2 separate regions of the Mus musculus genome follow, and region 2 is linked to region 1. Evidence: chromatin contacts called from public HiChIP or PLAC-seq data. All regions are on one chromosome and are shown on one strand. The core of a region is the stretch at or near the end of the contact, and the rest is flanking DNA. Distances in the headings are between cores, read along the strand shown.

Region 1 (3,470 bases), core at 795-3,294:
AGGGTACTCACACATCTTGCATTTCCTTTCATTCAGCCTTCCCCAATCGTCTATCCACAAAATGCCTTTCTTGGCCATTTCAATTAGAAGATGCTCTCAGCATCCTCCTCTTGCCTTTCCACTCAATATAACACAGACAATAACTGTTAACTTATTTATTATCCATTTCCCACACAAGAATATAAAGTTCACGAGCAGAAGATGTTGCTCAATGCTTTTACTTCATCTAATTAAAACTTGGTACAGAGCAGGCCAAATATTCAGCATACACTTGCTAAATAATGAATGAACATCCTGGTCCTAATTATTGGCTGAGTTTGCTGGTTTTTGTTTGTTTGTTTTTTAGTTAGGATCTTATTTATGCAGCCCTGGCTGGCCTTGAATTCCTAGCAATCTACTTTAAATTTTGTTTTACATGCTCTGTGACAGTACCATCACACATTAATTTAACTTTCAAAAGCCCTCTGAGTAGCATCTTTTCTGGACCACACCTTATGCCATGAAGAACTCAAAGAAAAGAAAGAAAAGAATGGCTCTTGGCTCCTGATATAGCAAATATGGGGGAGGGGGGCCTACCTAGAAATAATGGCAAAACCAAGTCTAGTTTCAACATGTTATCCAGGATGATCCTTTTAAAGTAAAAGCCTTCATATTAAAACTAAGCCAGATTAGAAACCCTACAATGGCCCCCTGATTCTCTCACAACAGAACTGTTTTTAGCGTGGGCTGTTAGGCCTGTCACCTCAGCCTCATCCTCCCTTCCCTGTCTTGTGCTCACCGTGCCATCTACACCAGCCTCCTTTCACCCCTCAAACAGCAGGGCTCCTTCTGCCTCAGGCCATGTGGACCAGCTACGGCTTACAATGCCCCTTACCTAGAAATCCACACGACTGACCCGACACTGGGCTCACAGTCTAAGCTACTATTTAAATAATGGCCTAGTTCTTCAGATGCCCTCTGCCATTCTCTAGTTCTCTCTTCTCTTTAGAATTTTACTTATTTATTATGTTAAGTTTTTTGTCTCACTCTCCTCATAAGCTCTATGAGGGTAGGAATTTGTTATATTCGTTGACTCCAAGCATCTAGAACTCCAGGTGGCATATAGCAACCATACAGTAATATTTGTGATTGAAGGTAAATGGTCTTGTGACCTTTATTCTGAGGAATTACTCATGTTTAGCCCATCTTTAAAGGGAAAACTAGGCCTTGGAGTCAATACACCTGAATTATTTTGTTTTGTTTTGTTTTTCTGAAACAGGGTTTCTCTGTGTAGCTCTGGCTGTCCTGAAACTCACTCTGTAGACCATGCTAGCCTTGAACTCGGAGATCTGCCCGCCTCTGCCTCCTAAGTGCTGGGATTAAAGATGAGCACCACCACACACACCGGCTCAAATACTTGAAGAATTTTGTGCTTAAATTTCATTCTGAATCAGTTGTATGACTTACCAGTGTACTTAATGTCTACGCTTCCCAGTTAAAAGTTAAGACTAACCCTCCCAGGGTAGTCAAGGGCATGGAGTGAATAAAAGTAAAGGTGCAGAAGTTAGATGGCCGCATCTGTTATTCAGAGCTTCCTGTGGTTTTGGAAAGAAAGTCTTCACGCTTTCTCTTTGACCATGTAGTAGAGGTGCCCCTTCACTCATGGTACATAACTGGAATGTAAGAGGATCCCCACCCCTGCCAAGGAACCAACTATCAACTCCATTAGTAACTGTAAGCAAACCACAGTGTCAAGACAGAGCAATGATGCCATGGTACTCAGACCCCCAGACTAGCCTTAGGCTCTGGGAGGCTATCTGGCTAGCTATTTCCTTCCTCCTTTCTGGTGCTGTGTGGTGTGGGAATTAAACCTTGGGCCTAGTGTGGGGGGCAAACACTCTAACATGGAGCTGCATCCCCAGCCAAATACTTCTAATAACAAAAGAATAGAACAACAGGGTTAAAAAGAGAAACCACATAAACTAAATATCGTCCAACGGCTCTCGGCAGCAGCTGGTCCTTACCTGAAATGCTGAAGCTCAGTCACAGCAGCCCTCAGTGAGATGAAAGCCTGCTGTGGTTGAGCCAGTTACCCACAGAGAAAGACAGGCATGCCAGAAAATGCCATAAAAACTTAAAGCCAGAGTCAAAGTCATACTGAGAGATACTTTGGTAAGTCTAAAAAGAAATAAATACACCTCTATTAACTGCTACTTGGATAACTTATTAGAGGTTTGGTTGGATATAATCAGAAGATAGAACTACAGCAATAAACTTCCCAGGTTTAGGAATATATGCTGTTACACAGTGGCTCTGAACTGAAGGTGGTACCTATAACCTAGTTACAGTGATTTGAGAGAGATGTTAAGGGGAGACCTAGGCCAGTGAAAAAGGGAGAGAAAAGAAACTGCAGTGGTTGATAGGCACAGCCATTCTAAGGCAATGTACTTCTCCTAGCCCACAGATCTCTCCTTTGAGTGTTTCCACGGACCAGACTACGTGTCTTTATGTAAAGCTAAACATCCCCATATACTGAGTCCACTGTGACACAGTCTGAGTAGGTACCAAGCCTGGGTGTAAGGAGGTAATCATTTGAAATGGTTGCGATGAAAAAGCTTTATTTTGCCCCTAAGCACAGGCCCTAGGGCTGGAAAGTGAACAGACATGGACTATTCCAGAGCACTCATGACTCCTGTTCAGACTAGCTGATGCCCCTGCCTTTTCTTCTTCCAGTTTGTTACTTGGGAAGGAGAGAATGAAGGAGAAACAAGAAAGGTCCCATCAGTGGTCAGTGAGGATCTTACCACATCAATCTCGGTGTTGGAATGGCCCATGTTACAAACGATGCAGCTATTCTTCATACGGTCCAAGTGCTCTCTGGTTACCACATTCTTGTTCCCTTAAAAACAGAAGAGATAAACACATGAAAAGGAAAGACGTTAGACCCCCTACCTCATAAAAACACACACAATATATAGTATATATATATAATATATATAGTAATATTATAATATATAATAAAATATATAAAATCAATTTTATATGGATCATATTCCTTTTTTTAGGTAGGTTGTATTCTTGCTTTCATTACAAATGGTGTTAAATAATAAGAACATACTAGGCAAATTCCTAATAGCTTTCCAGATAAACTACAAGTAGTTTTTATTCCCTCAACTCTGTATGTAAAATGGTCAACCAATGTCTACAACATGAATGGATCATATTCTTAAGAGCAAGAACTAGAAAAACCTCTTAGTTTTTAACAGAAATGTTAGAGGAACATGAAAGTGAATCCTTGTGGCCTCAGGTTCTGCAACAGTCTACAACGATACAGCACTTTAAATATAAACAACAGAAGAAAAACAGAGACTGACTACATCAACAAACATACAAGTCCTTGCTGTAAATGACCCCACTAAGGAAGTGTTTAAAAGACAACTTAGTGAATGGAACAAAATCTTTGTAAATCAAATGGGATGTCTACTAGAAAT
Region 2 (3,849 bases), core at 454-2,953, 450 kb before region 1:
TTCTGTGATAAGCCATTCTGACTGGAAGCCTCCTGGGGAGGAAAGGGTTTATTCATCTTACATCTCCATCTCTGAGGGAGGTCAGGCAGGAAAATGAGACAGAAACGAAGCAGAGGTGAAGCAGAGGTCGGAAGGAGCCCTGGTAACTGACTTGCTCTCCCTGGCTTGCTCAGCTGTTTTTATAATACAACCCGGGCCTATCCGCCCCCGGATGGCACCATCCTCCGAGGGCTGGGCCATCCTCCGTCAGTTAGCAATCAAGAAAATATCCCCACAGACATGCCCACAGGCAAGCCCAATGCAGTCACTTCCTCGGTTGAGAGTTCTCCCAGGTGTGTCAAGTTGACAATCAAGATTAGCCACCACACTGTCACAACAAAATCAAAAGCTGAAGGAAAGACTGGGTCAAGAGGAGAAGACAGGTAGCCTGGAAAACAGAGACTGCAGGAAAATCGCCCCGAGGAATCTGAATGAGAAGCAGGCCATGGGCCAGGAAGTGGCTCAGGACATCTGAAGCCATACATAGAATGTGACAGGCAGATGACCTTTTCATTGGGATCAGGACTGTGCCCCACCTTTGGACCACTGAACCAGCAAGCCACCCAGAGAGATGGCAGCTTGTCACAGATGCCAAAACTGCCATGAATGCTACTGTAACGGGTTATCCATTCCTGGCAAGAATCTAGACAGCCTTTGGGAGATCTGATCTGTGCCCCTCCAACTACCCAAGCAGGAATTTAGTGCCATGGAGGTGATCGTGGGGACATCCTCCAGTTGTTTCAAACTCCTGACTCTCCTCAGCCTTGGAAATGCTGAGATTACAGTAAGACCCACCATGCCTCACTAGCCCCAGCCCTTTGCTGTTCTGAGGAATCCCAAATGCAACGTTCCCTGTGTTCTTGGCTAACCCAGTGATAGCCAGTCACCATGAGGCAGCTTACATCCACCTCCCTGGCTCTAACTTCAGCTCCTACTGGCTGACCTTGCAAACCCCCAAGCTACTGGGGAGTCAAAGCCACCACATCTCCACAGGCTCCAAGAAGCAGTGCTCCCTGTCTGTATGGTGATGACCCCTCCCCAGTTTAGTGCCAAGCTTGTCAGTTGCCTCAAAATTGTAGGAGCAGTTGATCTAGCTTATGATCCCTACCCAACAAGGTATGTCCAACCCATAGCCAAGGGTTTCATGTACCTCAGTATAGCTAGGAATGAGACCCAACACAGAATCATAAAATTACTTAAAATATTAAAAGATTTTTAAAATTATTTTTATTTTATGTGCATTGGTGTTTTACCTGCATGTATATCTGTGTAAGGATGTCCAATCTTGGAATTATAGACAGTTGTGAGCTGCCATGTGGGTGCTGGGATATGAACCCTGGTCCTTTGGAAGAGCAGCCAATGTTCTTAGAGGCTGAGCCATCTCTCCAGCCCTGAGATGTTTTTATTTCTTTTAATGTTGCAACTCAGTTTTCTGATTCATGAACTTTATAGGCAACATCATGTCATAATGTCAAAACATTGGGACACCTGGCTGACATTGAACTGAGACCAAGAACCTAGAGAGAACCGGGTCTCCTACCCACTCAGCCCTCCCCAGCCCATTCAGCCCTCCCTCTTTTCACAGACACCTGCCCACGCAGCCCTCCCTCCTTCCGCCCAGATCCTTCCGCCCATTTCCTTTGGCACCTGAAAGCAGTTTTTGTTCCGTGGAGCCAGGGCAGGCACATGTGCTGCCTCTAGCTCAAGAAGCTGCTGCTCATCGGTGTTCTACTATCAGCAACATCAATCTTAGTGCTTTTCCCTCGAAACAAAGTTACTGGGTGTCCTAGAGGTAAATGCAGTTTGTACCGGAACAGGATTCTGATGAGAAGTTCGTTTTGATCTTCTTCAGGGCACATGGAGAATCTGACGACTGAGTTTCTTCAGAGCATAGTGTCACATCAGGGCTCAAGGAATAAGTGAGACAAATTGAATGTGGAAAGAGGTGACTGCATGAGCAGAGCATGATGACCTTTGACCTCAGAACTCAACTGCCAGGTCGGCTATGTCCTCTGCATCCCTACACATAACCAAGCATTCAGCACATGCCTGGCCCAGAAGGGCCTCAGAAACTGTGTGCTAATTATGTGAACAAATAATATGTTTACAGTTACCTGCAAGAGTTTGGGGGTGTGGCAAAGTTCGTGGTGCAACCGTCACATTGAAGGAACTACTTTGAGGGACTGGAGGTGTAGTTGAGTGGAACACTGAATGTTGACCGTATCTACGGTACCAGGTCTGATCCCCCAACACACACACCTACACACACACAAACACACACACACACACACACATACCCCACAACCAAAACAGCAACAGTAAAATCCTACTTTGAGACCCAGTGGTACTGTTGTACATCTTTGATCCTAGTACTCAGAAGGCAGAGGCAGGTGGATCTCTGTGAGTTTAAGACCAGCCTGGTTTACAGAACGAATTCCAGGATAGCCAGAGCTATACACTGAAACCTTGTCTAAAGAAAAAAAAAAAAGGAAAAAAATGTCCTATTTTGAAAGTGCCCTGGAGCCCTGGATCCTGACAGTGTGTGGCTTTCACCTGCAACCTCAGTACTTGTGAGCCTTGAGGCAGGAGGATCATGAATTTGAATTCAGCCTGAGACTACTACATAACAGAAACTCTGGATCATATTCTGGTGGGAGAAAAACAGAAAGAAAAAAAGAGATGAGAGAGGAGGGAAGGGGAGGGGATCTGGAAGGCTGCCCCCTGCAGATAGGAAGTATCCAAGCCAAGTAGGAAGTAGAAGGCAAGACCAGCTCAGGGCTGGGAAGGAGAAATTTGGAGTAAGTTTAGGCAAAGAAATGATGAAAGCTATGTGCCCAGCAAGTGTATGGCCTAGCTTTCTTTTTGTGTGTGTGTGATTTTTTTCGAGACAGGGTTTCTCTGTATAGCCCTGGCTGTCCTGGAACTCACTTTGTAGACCAGGCTGGCCTCAAACTCAGAAATCCTCCTGCCTCTGCCTTCCGAGTGCTGGGATTAAAGTCGTATGCCACCATGCCTGGCTGGTGGCCCAGCTTTCTTAACAGGACTTTTTTTTTTTTTAAGACTTATTAATTAATTAATGTGTGTGTGTGTGTGTGTGTGTGTGTGTGTGTGTGTGTGTATGTGTGTGTGTGTGTGTGTGTGTGTGTGTGTGTGTGTGTGTGTGTGTCTGTCCTGCATAAATACCTGCCTGCTGCCTGCAGAGACCAGAAGAAGGCATTGTATACTCTGGAACATTTGAATCATGTGGATACTGGGGATTGAACCCAGGACCTCTGCAAAACCAACAAGTATTCTGTTTGTTTGTTTGTTTGTTTGTTTTTTATTTTTCGAGACAGGGTTTCTCTGTGCAGTCCTGGCTGTCCTGGAACTCACTCTGTAGACCAGGCTGGCTTCGAACTCAGAAATCCGCCTGTCTCTGCCTCCCAAGTGCTGGGATTAGAGGCATGTGCCACAACTGCCCGGCCCAACAAGTACTCTTAACCACTGAGCCACCTCTGAAGCCCATTAACAATACTTTTTTTTATAAGATTTTTTTTTTTTTGAGACAGGGTTTCTCTGTGGCTGTCCTGGAACTCATTCTGTAGACCAGGCTGGCCTCAAACTCAGAAATCTGCCTGCCTCTGCCTCCCAAGTGCTGGGATTAAAGGCATGAGCCACCACTGCCTGGCAATAAGATTTTTTTTAAATATTCATTTATTTTATTTATATGAGTACACTGTATTTGTCTTCAGACACAGCAGAAGAGGTCATCAGATCCCATTACAGATGGTTGTGAGCCACCATGTGGTTGCTGGGATTTGAACTCAAGAC

Evidence for each region. HiChIP or PLAC-seq counts read pairs in DNA pulled down with a chosen protein or histone mark.
Region 2: an H3K27ac HiChIP or PLAC-seq map of T-cell acute lymphoblastic leukemia shows a contact between it and region 1, with 2.3 times the contacts expected there. The contact joins two enhancer-like sites. A contact is called at or near these places in 2 of 484 Hi-C or Micro-C datasets (bone marrow-derived macrophages and stem cell-derived neurons), 2 of 115 datasets of contacts at active chromatin or transcription factors (T-cell acute lymphoblastic leukemia and large pre-B cells) and 2 of 9 other capture datasets (liver and pancreatic islet).

The regions. Positions count from the first base shown.
Region 1 is chr6:29,895,730-29,899,199 of GRCm38.p6, reverse strand. Ahcyl2 (S-adenosylhomocysteine hydrolase-like 2) reads right to left here. Exons shown (of 17, transcript NM_001171000.2): 12 at 2,784-2,878. Among named protein-coding and RNA genes, the nearest start is that of Strip2, 20 kb to the left of the region's middle. Within about 2 kb of position 2,044, at least 14 of the 459 cell types and tissues checked have an H3K27ac peak or open chromatin away from gene starts, as enhancers often do. A contact at or near this core is called in T-cell acute lymphoblastic leukemia, where this site is marked.
Region 2 is chr6:30,349,330-30,353,178 of GRCm38.p6, reverse strand. No RefSeq gene overlaps it. Among named protein-coding and RNA genes, the nearest start is that of Zc3hc1, 40 kb to the left of the region's middle. Within about 2 kb of position 1,703, at least 37 of the 459 cell types and tissues checked have an H3K27ac peak or open chromatin away from gene starts, as enhancers often do. A contact at or near this core is called in T-cell acute lymphoblastic leukemia, where this site is marked.